Linked DNA regions of Manis javanica: region 1 is linked to region 2. Evidence: chromatin contacts called from public Hi-C data. All regions are on one chromosome and are shown on one strand. Each heading gives the region's core, a stretch centred on a gene start, on an enhancer-like site or on the middle of the called end of the contact. The rest is flanking DNA. Distances are from core to core; before and after follow the strand shown. Region 1 holds the start of SMNDC1 (survival motor neuron domain containing 1). Region 2 holds the start of SMC3 (structural maintenance of chromosomes 3).

Region 1 (4,042 bases), core at 145-2,644, 190 kb before region 2:
AGCTTGCCAGCTGCTTTGCTAGGTCTTCTGACATCTGGGGAAAATAAAAAGGGTACGACCATGAAAACTGAACAAGAAGCAAACCATAAAAAATAATTTCTCTGCTGAATTAACAATCACCAACTCCTTATTGTAACTCATTGCAGCTTTAGTTATCACCACTACCTTTACACATAACTCAGAGAAAAGCTGTGAGCCAAACCACAAACTGCAAGGCAAAGTATTCTGAAGATTATAAACGTCAGATAAATTTCATACAGAAACAGAAAACAAAAGATAAGAGGGAAAAGGAGACTCTAATTTTAAACTCCTGTAACAGAAAGGTACTGTATTCGCCTCAATTAACAGGGCGGTTGTTAGCTTCACCAAAATACACACACACACACACAAAACACTAAGCTGTTTGTTGGAAGAGTCAAGACTTTCGAAAAAATTTTTAGGCACTAAAGAATACTTCCAAAACCAAATTGCCTGTGGATTAGCTACACAAAACATCTCTTTACGTCAGCTATTCGATTAATAACGTATTTAGACGGTCTGCTCCAGAGCAAAAATCTCACCCAGCCACTTAACTAGTGCCGATGCACTTAACATATTAAGTAAAAGAAACGGCACAAATCCCATTTAGGCACTCTAAGGAACGTGCCTTTCACCCAGTCTGGCTCATTCTTCACCCTAAAATAAGATACGAAAGGATCCTCTCTTGATTTATGAACCAACGCGGGGCTTCCGAGGTCCCTTCTCTTGTCTTACAATTACCATCCAAAGACAGCCTGGAATCTGGAAGGACTCCAAAGAGGTTAGGGGAAGCCAGGCGGCTCTCCTCCCAGGCACCCAACCTCAAAGCCCGCTACGGCTTGGCCGATCATTTCAGACCTTGGAAATCAAGTATCAGCTTCCAGGGAAACCGAGAAGCGAACGGATCTGACCCCAGCGGCGCTGAAGCCCCACCCGCCCGAAGAGGCTCCGCAGGGAGAGGCCGAGGGCGTCCCTAAGAGACTTCCCGCGCCCCAACCCCACCCTGTTCCGTGGGTTACTGGCGTTCGTCGCCACGGCACGGAAAGCCTCCGCCGGTGCGCGGCCGCTCCGGGCCCACCTGGGTGGGAGAGGAGGCCGCGGCTCCTAACACTCCAGCGGCGCCCAAGCCTCTCGAGCGCGGCCGCGGCCTCGGCCTCAGGCCTCCGCTCCCACTCAGGAGAGGCCGAGGCCCGGCGCGGCCTGACTCTCCCTCACCAAGCTTGTTACCTTGTGTGGGGTTAGGGACGGGGCGGCGGGAAGGGGTCGGGGCAAACGATCCCAGTGGTGTTCGTGGCGGCTGATGCAGCAGCAGGAAAAATCTCGGCGGCGACAAGAACGACTCCGTCCGAAAAGGAAGAATTGGGTCGGCGGTGAGGGGGAAGGGTGGAAAGCCGGACGCTGGAAAAGGAAGACTTAAGTGAGTCAAATCTCGCGAGAAATCTTAAAACCCTCGCGAGACTTCGCTGGAGTCGCGTGATTCTTAGGCCACTCTAGGCTGCAGTCCTTTACTCGCATTAGGGACGCCGAGTGGGCGGGTTTTAGTAGGAAGGAAGACGCGTGACTGGGCTTCTCCTGCCGCCGGTTGTGAGTTCGTCTCGACTCAGTTCCGGTTCGGAGTGGGGCGCCTTTGGGTTGTTTCAGGGGTGGTGCTGTCGGGAGTTTCCTGAGGTTCCCATCGGGAAATGGCGTGTGCCTGCTTAGGCCAGATGTGTGGGGAGGTAGGAGGAACGGAGATTTTATACTAGTGTTTGGTTGTCAAAGTGCGGTCGCTGTCCTAGTAGCAACGCAAATTGTCAACACCCACCTCGGGGAGATTGATTTATTTAAAACCTACTTTCGTTAGAACCTGTTTGGTTTAAATTAATTACATAGGTTAATCTCGCCTGATGGGTAGCAATCTCCAAGTCACAGTCTTGAATGATAAGCGGAGTGAATACTTCCGTTTGTGTTTAAAGAGAAATGTGCATTATGTTTGTAATAAAATATTTCTGGACGGATACGTGAATCTGGAGATTTGGAGGGGAGGCCAAATGTTTTCACTGATTACCTTTCACTGATTATTCTCTACATTATATATATATATTTTTAACAATTAAAAAAACTAGCTGGAAAAGATAAAATCCTGAGACACAGACAATACGAATGCCAGGAAGAACCTTCCCTGAGAGACTGGAGTCTTGCTGGACCATTACGAAGGCCCGCCTCTCAAATAGGCTAAGTGTTGGACTGTGACATCTTGCTTCAGTGCGATCTCGCTTTTTTTTTTAAGGGGCCCTCCCATTTCTTATTTCTATATACATGCATATCCCTCATACAGAGTCAGATAACCTATAGAGATGGAAACTAGACCAAAGTTACGATGACTGGAGTGGCAGTCCATTTGTAAGAATTGAAAATTCTTAACTGCAGAGGGCAGCATTGTTTAGCTAGAATTAAGAGGGAAGATAAACCAGAAAGGATACTTTTCCTTAATGTAGTAGACATTTGTTCAAATACAACTGACTGCTCCTACTCTAATTGTGTATTGTAAGAACTAATGCCTGAAGGATCTTCCTCAAATATAAGATAAATTATATAGTTGTAAAAATCTCTCAAATAACTCTTCACAAACCCCCTAGATCAGAAAATAGGAAAACATTTATTCTAAGCTCCAGTATAGATTGCTGTAACGTTTTGATAGCTTTTGTTTAAAGGATTGCTTTTAATCTCTACTTCTGTGCAATATAGATTATATTTGGAAAGAAAAGCTATACTGAATTTTAGTTCTCACAAAAAGGTAACAGTTTTATGTACCAAACACCTTTCTAAGCACTTTACATGTATTTATTTAATTTTCACAATGATTCTGTGTACTATTAAAGACAAAACTGGAGCAAGTACAAGTTTTCACTAAGTGATACTTCAAATAGGCATTCTGAATTACCACCTCCTTTGAAGTATCAAAATCTACTTTCAATGTCTGATTTTTCTTAAAATATCCTCAAATTTAATCATGTTTATTCTTCCAAAAACAGTATCTCAAATCTCTAGTTCTTTAAAACTGGTATTTATTTTACTGAAACCCAGTAAGCAAATAAATTTAAAGACTCCAAACTGTCATCAGAATATATGGTTTTACCTTTCACTACTAAAGAAAGTTGAAGTGAAGAAGCTGCCTTTGGAAATGTGCCAATCCACTGCAGAGCAGTATGCAATAAACTAATGCATGTTAGCAATAAACTAATGCATGTTAGTTAAATGGGAGATTGCATTCTTTAACTTAGCTTTTGTTGTATCCTTTTCTAAGTAAAAGTGGCCCCAGATTTGCCTACATATTTTGCTATCTTGACAGATGCCTAAGGTGATGAATTAAGAGATGCGGCCATAGTCATAGTAACTGCTTCTGCCGTTTGCACTCTTCAATCATAATAGGTATCTTGAATGTTTGCACAGGGATTTATTGCAAGACAAGCTACTGGCCTTTTGGATATATTGAATGTTTTTGGGGTACAGTGTATTGAAACCATATTATGGGGTGACTCTCCAGTGGCATCATCCACTTAAGATTGACAGAAAAAAAACTTTAAATGGATGCTGACCAATGCAGGTGCTCATCAGTCATAGCAATCCTGATTTGTTCACTTAACTCTGCATTGCCTTGCTAGTATTAAGATATGCATTTTCAGCTATTCTGTATTTTACTTGTACCAATAAAGAACAGAAAACTGCCACTGTAGCAATAAAGAACTGAAAACATGCCACTAAAAACAGAAAACAAGAATTTATTTAGTTTGAGAAAGATTATAGCCTAAAACTTTACAAGAATCAGAAATGGCCGAGTCATTCTTTAGGCCTATTTGAAAGTGGTGTTTCATAGCACTCTTACATAATTCTTAGTAGGATATATTCTGAGGGCAAAAGAACAACAACAAAAAATCTCAAACATTATAGAATTATTGCTAATAGTACTATTGGTGATATAATTTTGAAACATGTTTACCAGAGGTAAAATGAATAATATATTTATCTTAGTTAAATATATTAT
Region 2 (3,610 bases), core at 80-2,579:
ACAGACAATAAATACATAAATATAAACAAAAGACAACTGTGTCCAATTCTCAAAAATCACCTTTTCGTATTTTAGGGTTTTTTTATCTTTAGTTTTTCTGCCTGTATAAATTATATAAACTAATTGAACAAGATTCATTATGGAAAAATCTAAGAAAGTGAAACTGTGAAGACCATCATAAATGTTTTGATGACCATGTTTTATCTATATACCTATGTAATTTAATTTAGGTATATAAGATAATCTTGTATACTTAATTCTAAATATGAAGTGGTCTTACTACCCTCATTTTATAGTCTAGGAAATAGAAGCTTCAAACTTTAAATATTAATATGCCTATAATCCCACAGTTAGAAATTGAGTGTTAGAGATGCAAATCCCAGAAAAATGCTTTAAGATTTTTTTCTTTTAATCAAATGGATAGGATTTGATCTGGGCTTGATAAAGGACACTGTCAGCACTAAGGGATGGTGACAACGATGAAATTGGGAGGCTATTAAAAATAGTTCAATACGGCTGGACTGCCCTAGGCAGTTGAGGACCGACAGACGTGAGAGGCTGTTGACAATCAGGTGTAGGTGCCAAGAGATCCAATTCTAACCAAATGCTTTCCCCCTAAGACTGAGAAAGATCAGATGCCCAGGTCTGCCACGATCTTTAAGGATGCTAAAAAAACCAAAAAACAAAACTATTGTTCTTATTAACTCTCTTTTGTTAAATTGTCCAAGCCTGCCTACATTAATAGAAAAATAGGGCAGTAGCAGCCCCTGGGGTATTAATTATCACACTATTAAAACAATTTTTCGAGCGTCAAGTCCCTTCGCGGCTGTCCTGATAGGGGGGCAGTGAGGTGCCAGTGGGGGCCATTCTAAGTTTATAAATGTTACAGAGCGAGAGAAAATAGAACAGCGGGGATTCCGCACACCGAACTCCGGCTGCCTCCAGCGTTCCGCGGGTGTAGAGGCAAGCAGCGCGCGCTCGCGGGTCCGCATATTTAAACAACCCGAGACCACGTGACCACTTGCCCTCAGCGCTACTGGGCCTCCGACTGTCGTACTCGGCTTTGGCGCCGAACCTTTCCCCCCTGTGGACGCAACCATTGGCTTCGCGCTCGGAGAATAGACGGACCAATCTCACGATCAAGGCCTTTCCGAAGGAAGCTTCCGACTAAGTTTCAAGAAAGTTCAGCTACAAATTGAAGACTCAAATGAAATATACTTAAGGATAACGCAGAAGACTCCTTTTGCCGAAAAGCAAGAGCAGACCTGACCTGGACCTCCCCTACACTCTCTGGGGGCCGCGAGGGTGGTTCCGTCCGAGGCTCTGACTCCGCCTCCACGGGTGCCGCCATTTTGTTTGGCTGGAGGGGAGCCGGGCGCTCTGGGGGAGGGGTCTCGCAGGCGCCTCACCTGGCCTCGCCGCAGAGCTGGTTCTTCTGGAGCTGGGGGAGGCCGTTTCCCCCGCAAGGGGCGCGGAGCCATGTACATAAAGCAGGTAAGGCCTATGCGTCCTTCCCGCCTCTCGCGGGCCAGAGAAGACCGCTCCCTGAGGCAGGGGTTTCACTGCGTGACCCGCGGCCTCTCACCGCCGCGCTCGGGGGGACCCGGGGCTGGAGGGGCTGGCGGGTGCGGGAGACCCCGTCCCGTGAGCACGGAGTCCGCGGAGAATTGCGGCGCGCCTCTGCAGCCCGGGCTCCCCGCAGGGCGCTGGCCTGAGGGAGGCTGCAGCCTGGAGAGGTGCAGAGGGCCGAGGCGGGCCTTTGGGAGGGAGGGACCCGGGGGTCCGGGGCCCCTGGTGACACAACGGGGGTGGCAGCGCCGGGCAGCCGCGTTGTCCTGCGGCCATGGCCCCGCGCGGGCTTTTGCTTGGGCTGTGTGGAGGGGAGGTGTCCCCGGCCTGGGGGCGCAGGCTGGTGTGTCTGCTTAACCAGGGTCCCTCTGCTGCAGTTCCCGGAGAAGCAAAGGGACCTTCCTTCTTGCAGAATGTGTAGCGCCTCCTCATTCACTTTACTTCTGTCAAAATGGTCTTAGCGCGCAAGAGTCCATCACAAAGAAGAGCCCATTCAGACTCTTTCGGAAATTTCTCTCTTGGATATGTTGGACTCCTACTCCTTTATTGGAACGTGGACCCTCTTTGGCTGGCCTGTGTGTCAGGAAAGCTGGGGCCCTCCTGCCACTTAATACACTTTTACTGTAACACTGGGATGGTTAGTGTTCCAATGAAACTTAGGAGGTGGACTTGAGAGTCCTGAACAGGTTCCTAAAAATCAGCACTGGCAATGGTTACTGGTAAACGGACTGTCCTTGGATTTTTAACCCACACTTGCCAAAATGACTTTTTCAAAATGAAATGGAAAGTTTTCTATGTTGCATTAAATGAGAAATCATAAAGGGAAGAAGTGCAAAAGAAAAATGTTAGTTTAGAAGTTACTTCTTTTTGTGTGTGTTCTGAGAGAAATCTCTTTTATTAGGTTATTATCCAGGGTTTTCGAAGTTACAGAGATCAAACAATTGTAGATCCCTTCAGTTCAAAACACAATGTTATTGGTAAGTGTTAATGATTTACAAGGTGAGATTTATTTTTCGGTGGCCTCTTAAATTCGTTCTATACGTAGGCTTAATGGAGACAATTGTCTTTGAATATTTCATGAATATATTTTTATCTTTTTCTGTATGAAGTAATTTCTGTGTCTTGGCACTGATGAGTTGTTTATTTAATATGTTTAAAATACTTGGATAAGATAATCATAACTTATTTTTATTTGGTGAGCCTTGTGTGAAAGTTTTAGTGACTTTAAAGTGGATAACAGTTTTAACATTTGAGCTATTCTGTTCATGATATGTCACTTAATCAAAATGTCGACTATTGCCTTATTTCAAAGGTGACCTTTCTTTTCTTTTTTCCCCAAATTAGATTGTTGTCAGTTTTTCTCTTTTCTTTCTTGTTTCAACATAACGACAGACCACACTAGTGGGGAGAGTTTTAAATTTGGGAAAGTAACAGGACAGGGTCCAAGTCCTAGTTCTGGCCTGTATTCTTTTTCAAGCTTTACTCCCCAAGGGGCTTCAGTTTTCTTCAGTGTTTTTGTTAAGTGAGGACAATGACCCTTGTCTCACTGGGAAGATTAAATGAAAAAGTGTATGTGTGAGGATAAAGGGCTAGTGGCGGTTGCCGTACCATATGTAATTAGTCTATAGAATCTTCAGATGGTAATGACAGTTTTGCTGATACAGCGAGCAAGTGTTCTCTGATGTTCTAAATTTTTTAAGGATAGAGAAAGGAGTGCTTTTGGACACCAGAAGTACTGAATGCTATTAACACAGCTACAGGGCTGCTTGCTATCCATTGTCCTCACAGGGTATATTGGTATTAGTGTGCTAGGTCTGCCATAACAAAATACAGATTGGTTGGCTTAAACAAGAGAAATTTATTTTCTCCTTGTTCTGGAGGCTAAGGTCCATGATCTGGGTGCCAGCATGGTTAGTTCTGGAGGCCACCATCTCTATCACAATACGTCTTCTTTGTTTGGTCTCTTTCCCTCCCCTTCTTCCTCTGTCCATCTTCCTCTTCTGTGAGAGCACTAATCCTATGATGAAGGACCCAGCCTCAT

Evidence for each region. A called contact is a pair of places that touch in the nucleus more often than the background predicts.
Region 1: a Hi-C map of blood shows a contact between it and region 2, with 6 times the contacts expected there. The contact joins the promoter of SMNDC1 here to the promoter of SMC3 in region 2. A contact is called at or near these places in 2 of 2 Hi-C or Micro-C datasets (blood and fibroblasts).

What each region holds. Positions count from the first base shown.
Region 1 is chr7:18,883,353-18,887,394 of MJ_LKY, reverse strand. SMNDC1 (survival motor neuron domain containing 1) reads right to left here and starts at 1,394. Exons shown (of 6, transcript XM_017677535.3): 1 at 1,246-1,394; 2 at 1-34. The coding sequence starts at 34. It overlaps LOC108407921 (a long non-coding RNA gene), which reads left to right and starts at 1,274. Exons shown (of 5, transcript XR_012133031.1): 1 at 1,274-1,435.
Region 2 is chr7:18,693,530-18,697,139 of MJ_LKY, reverse strand. SMC3 (structural maintenance of chromosomes 3) reads left to right here and starts at 1,329. Exons shown (of 29, transcript XM_037001352.2): 1 at 1,329-1,494; 2 at 2,471-2,546. The coding sequence starts at 1,480.